Linked DNA regions of Arachis hypogaea: region 2 is linked to region 1. The links are chromatin contacts, called in public Hi-C maps. All regions are on one chromosome and are shown on one strand. Each heading gives the region's core, a stretch centred on a gene start, on an enhancer-like site or on the middle of the called end of the contact. The rest is flanking DNA. Distances are from core to core; before and after follow the strand shown.

The links. Hi-C and Micro-C count contacts between places; a contact is called where the count stands out from the background.
Region 2: a contact with region 1 is called in a Hi-C map of an unstated tissue, with 3 times the contacts expected there. The contact joins the enhancer-like site here to the promoter of LOC112728096 in region 1. A contact is called at or near these places in 2 of 8 Hi-C or Micro-C datasets (leaf and an unstated tissue).

What each region holds. Positions count from the first base shown.
Region 1 is chr12:106,851,667-106,856,382 of arahy.Tifrunner.gnm2.J5K5, reverse strand. LOC112728096 (F-box/LRR-repeat protein 3) reads left to right here and starts at 1,887. Exons shown (of 7, transcript XM_025778081.3): 1 at 1,887-2,878; 2 at 3,388-3,519; 3 at 3,641-3,745; 4 at 3,836-4,359; 5 at 4,675-4,716. The coding sequence starts at 2,216.
Region 2 is chr12:106,948,577-106,953,292 of arahy.Tifrunner.gnm2.J5K5, reverse strand. LOC112728097 (U3 small nucleolar RNA-associated protein 18 homolog) reads left to right here. Exons shown (of 2, transcript XM_025778083.3): 2 at 1-1,823. The coding sequence ends at 1,574. Among protein-coding and RNA genes, the nearest start is that of LOC112728097, 5.1 kb to the left of the region's middle. Within about 2 kb of position 2,097, at least 1 of the 3 cell types and tissues checked has open chromatin away from gene starts, as enhancers often do.

The DNA of each region.
Region 1 (4,716 bases), core at 638-3,137:
TATCAAACATAAGAGTAAAAATCAATGACATCCTTAGTTTCAAATTCCCTATCCATATTAAAAAAAAAAAAACCATTTTGAGAATTTCACTCAATTTTATACCATATAAATTATTTTTAACCCAAGAGAGTCATACCTGCTATTTATGGAAGATAAATACCCAAAGTAGCAATATGTACGGTCCGGGGTTAAATCAATAATATTAGGTCATCTAAATATTACTATCACATCCATCACCACAAACTCACATTATCAACAAAAAAAAAGTGTAGTACTGTACAGCATAAATTTATTTTTTCAAAAAATAGATTAAGCATAAAAAAATAAGTAGAAAATAAATTGGAGCAGGTTAGTGCGTTTATGAGCCACAACATCCCTGACCTAAAATTCTGATCTATGTTTGTTGTGGAATTTTGACTCTCTCTCTCTCATAATCATGGCACCACCCACCACCAAAGTTTTTTTTCCCCCTCCAACTGTTCTTATCTGAGTCAGGCAGGTACTATGCAAGGCCACCTATAAGTACGGCAATTCTTTTTTATTTTCAAACTTTGGACTTTTCGCAACCTTTTCTCTTTCTTTATTTAAAAATCTTTTATATAATAACATTTCTTACAATCAATAAGAAAATTCTGCTCTATATATATAATTTCTTTTAAATCTGTTTATCTCTCATCGGACCGCCCTTAGATTTGGACTGTAATTTCATACATGTTATCTAAATTTGTAAGTAGTATATAATTATTAATTTAATATGTCATAGATAATTATTTAAATTAATGATAATTAAATTTTGTAATAAAATTTGTGTATATTGATGTTGTCAAAACCTAATTTCAAAGACAACTTTTATTATTTAAAATATTGATTGAACAATTTTTCATTAAATTTTAATTAATTATTTAAAAGTTATTATTTTTCTAAAAAAATACAAATTTTGTTAATAAAATGATATAATTTTATTTTACAACATGTAAGAAATTTTATATATATAATAGAATATAAGAAAGATAACAAGAAGAAGAAAAAGTTGTTTTAAAAATAAATAATTAATTTAAGCAAGAAAAGTAGAAAAAAGGTTAGTGTGAATTATGGGGCAAGGAATGGTCCTGGCCATCGTACTGGCCGCACTTGAATCTGTCCTTCCTCATATAGTCCTCCACCATATGTCATCTGCATCAGATAATGAAAGCCACTCACTAGCCCCTAAATTACCTTCTTACCCTCCCGCTTTTCCACTTATTATTTCCGTTCATACCTGTCCTTCTCCGTACGGCTGCTTTTATCTTCCATATCTGACCAAAACACCCTTCCTCTAGTTATTAACGTTCTATATATCGTACTGCCACTTTTTCTTTCTTTTGTTTTATCAAACAAAATATTATTTAAATATATATTCTTTGGTATATATTTATTATTTGTATGAGTAAAATTTAATTTTATTTTTAAATAGAAAGTAAACATTTTGTTATTTATCGGATAGATTTATTTTAGAATAAAATTAAAAAAATTTGCTACTTAAAATCAATTTTGAGTTCTTCTTCACAATTATAAAAAATATTAATTTTTTTTAAAAATACTATAATTAATAATTATACTACATATACGGTGTATACAAAAAATTAAACATTAAATTAATTATTAATATAAAATATATATTAAAATATAAAATATATATTAAAAATAATTTAAATAATATATATTTATACATAAATATATCGATTGACACGATAATTAATTTTTGATATGTATATACTTTTTTAATAAATAAATCCAACCTATATTAATTGTTATAAAAAATTAAAACATATGAAAGTTAATTATTAGCAATTATCCTTGAAATGAATGTTACATAATAAACTAGGTTGTACCTAGCACCTGACTTGGGGGTTGGAGCAACACAAGTTGAAAAGGAATAGAAGGGAACAAGGGACTTTTTTGTCATTTGAAAGTGTAGATAGATAAGCCCGGCAGGTACACAACGCTCTATTTAGTCTTAAATATAAAAGATGACAAGTGATTGATAGGGGCATTTTAGTCCTTATAACAAAACACCTCACCCATCTTCCTCTCTCGTCTCCAATAAATCAATCATCAAGCAATAAATCTTCTGTTAAACCGTTATAACAAAAACAACTCACTCTTTTCCTCTTCCTCTTCCTCTTCTCTTTTCTTCTTTGGAGGACCAAAAGAGAAAAAAAAAAAAAAACAAATAATGAAGAAGCAGAAACTACTCCACCCAACTATGGACCACGGTAGAAACAACCCCTTCGATGCGTTATCGGAAGAACTCATCTTCATAATCCTCGATTTCCTCGAAAACCAACCATCTTCGCTCAAATCGTTCGCTCTTGTTTGCCGCTCTTTCCACTCACTTGAATCCCGCCACCGCCGCAACCTCCGACCACTGCGCTCCGACCACCACAACCTCACGCGCCTCCTCACGCGCTACCCGAACCTCTCCAACCTCGACCTAACCCTCTGCCCGCGCGTCACTGATCCGACGCTCAACTCGCTAGCCGGCGCGTGCGGCCACGCGCTCCGCCGACTTGATCTCTCCAGGTCGAGATTCTTCACCGCCGCGGGGCTGACGAGCGTGGTTGTCAACTGCCCGAACTTGGCGGAGCTGGATTTGTCGAACGCGACGGAACTGAGGGACGCGGCGGCGGCGGCGGTGGCGCGTGCGAAGAATTTAGAGAAGCTGTGGCTGGCTAGGTGTAAGCTCGTTACGGACATGGGGATCGGGTGTATAGCGGTGGGTTGCAGGAAGCTGAAGTTGATAAGCTTGAAATGGTGCGTTGGTGTTGGTGATTTGGGGGTTGAGTTGCTTGCGATCAAGTGCAAGGACCTTCAGAGTTTGGATCTCTCCTATTTGCCTGTGAGTTCTTGTTCTTGTTCTTGTCTCTAATTTGGTTCAATAGTTAGTATTATGATGTGTCGTCTTTATTTGTTTTTTGAAACAAAAATGGAAAATTGGTTGGTGATTGAAATTACGGGTTGGATTAATGACCTCCACATGTTTGATATTTTGATTTATTTATTTTTATGTATATTTGGAATTGGAATCCGTGAATTATTACTATTACTTGTTAATAATTGTTGATGGTGTTACCAAGTGTATTTGAAACTGAAGCAGCTCAAGTGAGGATAAGTTAGTGATGAAAAGCAAAAATAATGAATTGGTTTTCCAGTTAGTTTTTTATTGGTTTACTATGAGAAACAACAACATTAGATACCATCAATAGTATATAGCGTTTGAGCTGTTCTTTTGATATTAAATTTACTTATTACTGTTTGAATGTAGGGTCGGTTTTTCCTATTGAGTTATAGGTTTTTAGAAAGATCTGGTTGATGTTGTTTGTCTAATTTGTTTATTGTGTTGTGCAGATCACAGACAAATGCCTGCAATCAATATTTAAGTTGCAACATCTTGAAGATTTGGTCCTTGAAGGATGCTATGGCATTGATGATGACAGCCTTGCAGACGATGTCTTCAAACAAGGGTGCAGGACGCTAAAGGTATGTATTTTCTTTTAGATGGAACATTTGTTTGCATCAATTGGTGTACTATTGATTTTTCCTTCTCTTCAACTATGCACTTGTTTTCTTGATCTAACTTGCTACCTGCTGCCTTCTGCAGAAACTTGATATCAAAGGTTGTCAAAATATTAGTCATGTTGGTCTGGCCAAGTTAACAAGTATTTCTGGATGCATGGAGCAACTCATCCTGGCAGATGGCTCTCCTGTAATTGTTATATCTTGGTAAATTTTTTGTTTTCAGTACTTGGGCTCGATGGTTTCAATTGTTGCTAATTGTTGTTATTTGATTTTCCAGGTGACTGTTGCTCTTGCTGATGGTTTGAGTAAACTCTCCATGTTGCAATCAATTGTATTAGACGGCTGCCTGGTTACCTGTGCTGGATTAAGGGCCATTGGAAATTTGTGCATTTCACTTCGGGAACTAAGTCTAAGCAAATGCATGGGAGTGACGGATGAAGCTCTCTCATTTCTCGTGTCTAAACACAGAGATTTGAGGAAGCTTGATATCACGTGCTGCCGCAAGATAACTGACGTCTCCATTGCCAGCATTGCGAATTCTTGCACTAATCTCACATCTCTCAGAATGGAGTCGTGCACTCTAGTTTCACAAGAAGCATTTATCTTGATTGGACAGAAGTGCCATTCACTTCAGGAGCTTGACCTAACAGATAATGAAATTGACGATGAAGGTCTTAAGTCCATTTCTCGTTGTTCAAGACTCTCCGTCCTGAAAGTAGGAATTTGCTTGAACATAACGGACAGAGGACTCGCCTATGTCGGCATGTGCTGCTCAAATTTAAAGGAGCTGGATCTCTACAGGTTTGTGATTCAAATTTATAGGCTTTAGATTTAATGTATAATGTATGCATCCTTGGTGTTATATGACAATTTCAATTTTATGTTTTGCTTTTAATTTAAACATCATTCTTTTGCATCAAGTGAAATTGAATTAGGTTGAAAATATGCACTACATTGAAATCACATAAGATCTAGCAGAACTGGCTTCAATAAATTTTACGGGTTGCTCATTGGTTAAATAAATCTAGAATCAATTTTATCAATTGAACAGTTAACTGAAAGATCACCATGAGTTGTCACCAGGGATTTATTTTAATTTTTTCTTCTCCTTCTCAGGTCCACAGGAATAACAGATTTGGGCATTTCAGCAATTGCTCA
Region 2 (4,716 bases), core at 848-3,347, 97 kb before region 1:
AGGATGGGAAAGATTCTGATGATGAAGCTCTGAAGGCAAAGAAGAGGAAGCGAGAACAGTCAGAAATGCAACAAGTGAGAGAAATGAAAAAGCTGGAAAGCTTTTTGTTTGGCTCTCTGTATTCCCCTGTTGAATTTGGAAAGGAGGATAATGAAGTAGAAATTGGGGATAAAAAGAGCTCGGATTTGTTTTTTACTGACCGTTCTGCAAATAATGTGCTTTCTGTTTATGAGGAAGATGCTGACATTTCAGAGGAAAGTGATGATGATAGGGCTGCCGTGCAGAGAAAACCTGTGTGGGTGGATGATGAAGAAGAAAAGGCCACTATTAACATAGCAAATGTTAACAGGTTAAGGAAGTTGAGGAAGGAAGAGGATGAGGATTTGATTTCTGGTTCAGAGTATGTGTCAAGATTGAGGGCTCAGCATGTAAAGCTGAACCCAGGAACTGATTGGGCACAGATTGATTCGAGGTCCAAAATAGATAGATCTTCTGATGATGAGTCAGATGAAGAAAATGAAGCTGCATTGAACCAAGGTAACAAGGATGTGGATGATATTCTGAGAACAAATGAAGACCTGGTTGTGAAGAGTAGCTCGAAACTACTGCCCGGACATGTTGAATACTCAAAGCTAGTTGATGCTAATATACAGGATCCATCTAATGGCCCAATAAATTCTGTTCAGTTCCATAGAAATGCTCAGCTCCTTCTTGCTACAGGATTGGACAGAAAGCTTAGATTTTTTCAAATTGATGGCAAACGTAACACCAAGATTCAAAGCATCTTCCTTGAAGATTGCCCCATTCGGAAAGCTGCTTTCTTGCCAGATGGATCTCAGGTTATCTTATCGGGAAGACGAAAGTTTTTCTATAGTTTTGATTTGGTTAAGGCTAAGGTTGATAAAGTAGGTCCTTTAGTTGGTAGGGAAGAGAAAAGTTTGGAAAATTTCGAGGTCTCGCCTGATTCTAAATTAGTAGCTTTTGTGGGTAATGAGGGTTACATTTTATTAGTTTCGTCAAAAACAAAGCAATTGGTTAGTACCTTAAAGATGAATGGAACAGTTCGATCCTTAGCTTTTGCAGAAGATGGACAGCAGTTGTTGAGCGGTGGCGGTGATGGCCAGGTTTACCACTGGGATCTGAGAACAATGACTTGCATGCATAAAGGCGTAGATGAAGGCTGCATAAACAGCACAGCTCTTAGTACTTCTCCAGGTGGAAAACTTTTCGCAGCTGGTTCAGACAGCGGAATTGTGAATATTTACAATAGAGAGGAATTCCTCGGGGGCAAGAGGAAGCCTATCAAGACCATTGAGAATTTGACCACTAAAGTAGATTTTATGAAATTCAATCACGACTCTCAAATATTAGCAATCTGTTCAGGCATGAAAAAGAGCAGTTTGAAATTGATACATATCCCGTCATATACTGTGTTTTCCAACTGGCCGCCGCCGAATGCAAGCCTGAGTTACCCCCGCTGTCTTGATTTTAGTCCAGGTGGTGGTTTCATGGCTGTAGGAAACTCTGCAGGAAAGGTGTTATTGTACAAGTTGCACCATTACCAGCATGCATAAAATCAAATTTGGAAGCTCTCTCAAGGTTTGAGAGTAAATTTTTGTATTGTTATTTGTTGTCCAGGCAGGTTTCTGAACTCAGGTTATTGTTGCATTTTTGTCATAAACTAATGAAGCATCATATGTGTTTGTATGCAAGCTATAGAAGGAGAAAACTAGTTTCAAGTCTTTTATTGATTGTTTGACATTAGCTATATTAACTACATTGCTTTATCAATGTTATAGATACCTAGATGAGCTGTTATGTTATATCTGTACACAGTCTGGGTTAAATTGATATTACTAAATGCCACTTCTTGGCACTTCGGATACTGAAAGCAAGGTAATAGCCAATAACTAATAAATAAAAAGGTGAGTGCTACCAAGGCAGATAGATGAAATATTTTGATTGACGTTGTTGCCACTGCTCCTTTATCTTTTCTTTTCTTTTTTTTCTTCTTTTTCTTTTGGGGGGATCTAGGGTGATGCCGCTGCTCTCTTGGAAAATTTTGTAGTGCGTCTCTACAAGTGTTTTGTTTTTTGGTACTCAATTGTTTTATTTTTTATGAGGAACCAAAATTTGAAATATGGGAACTTTTTCATTTGGAGATGTATTGGACTGGACTATGTCTGTGATCTTAGACTGAATTGGACTATGTACTAATTAATTATCCATTGGGCTTGCTAGTCTCAAGATATGCTTCTAATAAAAGTTTACGTACATTCCTCTTGATTTTAAAATTACACTTTTGATCAGAATAAAAAAAGGGAACAATTCTAGCTAAGTTGGGTTGGTTTAATGGTTAACTCACTAGTCTGTTTAAACAAGTATCGGGAGTTTGAATTTTTAGTCATTGGCTTGTCGGATTGGGGATATCGTGGGGAACAAAAAAAAAAAAAGAACAATTCTAATCAAATTGGGTTGGTTTAGTGGCTAATTCACTAGTCTATTTAAGTAAGTGTCGGAGATTCGAATATTGTCTTGTACATACAGCAATTCATTGGCCAACAACAAACCCTTAAATGAAGTTTCGTTCTAAATAGTTATTGGCCTGTCGAGTTGAAAAATACTGTTAAAAAAAAAAAAAAACTTCCTAAACTCGCCCCTCCCTCCCCTCCAAAAAGAAAAATAATTCTATGATGGAGATGTTTTGTATGAAGAAAATGAAGAATGATGTGCATAATTTATTTTAAAAAATTAATAAAAATAAAATAACATATTCTCTTAAAAATGTCTAGTACTATTTATAAAAGTGAATATTTATCTATTCATCATTTTTATTCTTCGAAAAATATAACACTACACTTTTGATGCTCCTAATATCAAACGGCATCAATATAACAATTTTCAATTATCACATAAAATTACTGAAATGTCCCTAGCCTATTGGAAAACACCTCCACCGTGCTTGTTCCCATAATCCCATAATCCCATCCTCCCATGTAGTGATTGTACTTTTGCAGTACTCGACCACGGATCCAAAATGGCAAACAATTATTCAAGACTTTGCTAGGGTTTGAGTCTTCAAGAATAATTAATTTTCATATTTACACAAATATATTTTCCGATTCCATAAAATCTAAATTTCTAATGGAAAGTGTGGGTATGTGACATGTACTTCATACATTTTCAATGTATATTCTATCTTTCATATTCGTAGTTCATATGAGTGATTGGATTTTAATATATATATGTAGTATGGTTAACTTTATATATATAACTTGAAGTAAAGAGAAATTCTTATATATCTATTAAAGAGGAAGAGTGATTTTCCATACTAATTGAAGGTGAACAAATATTTTTTTTAAGTCAAATTCTAATTATGTCTTTCAAAAAGTATTTTTTTAATAGCAGGTATATGAAAATTTTATAAAAACCAAGAAATTTTTTTTATAAACAACACATAAATATTAAAAAAAAAAAACATAATTTTTCTTAACAAGAATACAAAAACTTTTGAACTAAAACCCAAAAATTATAACAAAACATAAAGAAGAAAAGAAAAAAAAAAAAACAAAGTAGCAGCAGCAAGTAGAGCAACAAGAAGTAGGGGTGGCAAAGCGGGCCGGCCGCTCCAACCCGCCCCGCCCCGCCTAGGCCCATCCTATAAACGGGGCGGATCGGCCCGCCCTGCCAATTAAAATGGGTTCAAAATGCTAGCCCGCCCCACTTTATGGCGGATTGGCGGGTTAGCCCGCTTCTTTTTTTTTTTTAAATAAAATTCATTAAAATTAACCAAAAAATAATAATTAAAAAATCAAATACAAATAAAATATAGTCAAATTATAATATAGTTTTTTTATTATTTTTTTAATTTTTAACTTCAATAAAATTGTTCAAAATAATATTTGTCAATAGAATCATCTTTATTTTAAAAAATAAGTCACATAATTTGAGCATATATACGAAATTGTAAAATAAAATAAATAAAGTTAATAACTAAAAGAAGAATAAAAACAAAAAATAAGAAAAAGTGTTTAAAAATTATATAATTATTAATTTTATAATAGTAATCACTCTTTTATTTAATAAAAAAAAGAAAAATAAAAATCTTTGGTCCGGCGGACCGGCCCGTCCCGCCCCGCTAAAACCCGCCAATTTGGCGGTGCGGGTTTGGCGGGTTTTTTTTTATTTGGCGGGCTCCAAATCCTAGTCCGACCCTACTTTTTTAGCGGGTTTAGTGGATCGGCCCAACGGGCTCGATCCGTTTTACCACCCCTAACAAGAAGTAAGGGCAAAAAAAAAGAAAAAAGAAAAAACAACAAAAGAAGAGGAGAAATAAAGAAGAAAAGGAGAAGGAAAAAAAATATAAAATCCTATTTTTTTAAATTATTTGATTAAAAAATAACTAACAGTTCTCTTATCTCAAAATAGTAATGACAAAAGAGAAGTTATAATTAAAAAAGATACATGAGTCATTATAATTTTTTTTGTTGACTATGAGTGGTTATAATTAAATGTGGAATAAAACTTTTGTAGTTCACAATATACAAAAATTCATGGAACGACATATTTAAATCAACATTACTTTATGTAATAGTTTTTACAACAAATATTTTGAAAAGATTTTTTTTTTTTTGCTTCACAATAAGAAAAGAGTAATGACATGACTAATAAAATTTGTTTTTTTTTTTATATTTTGCCAACAAAAATATTTTTATA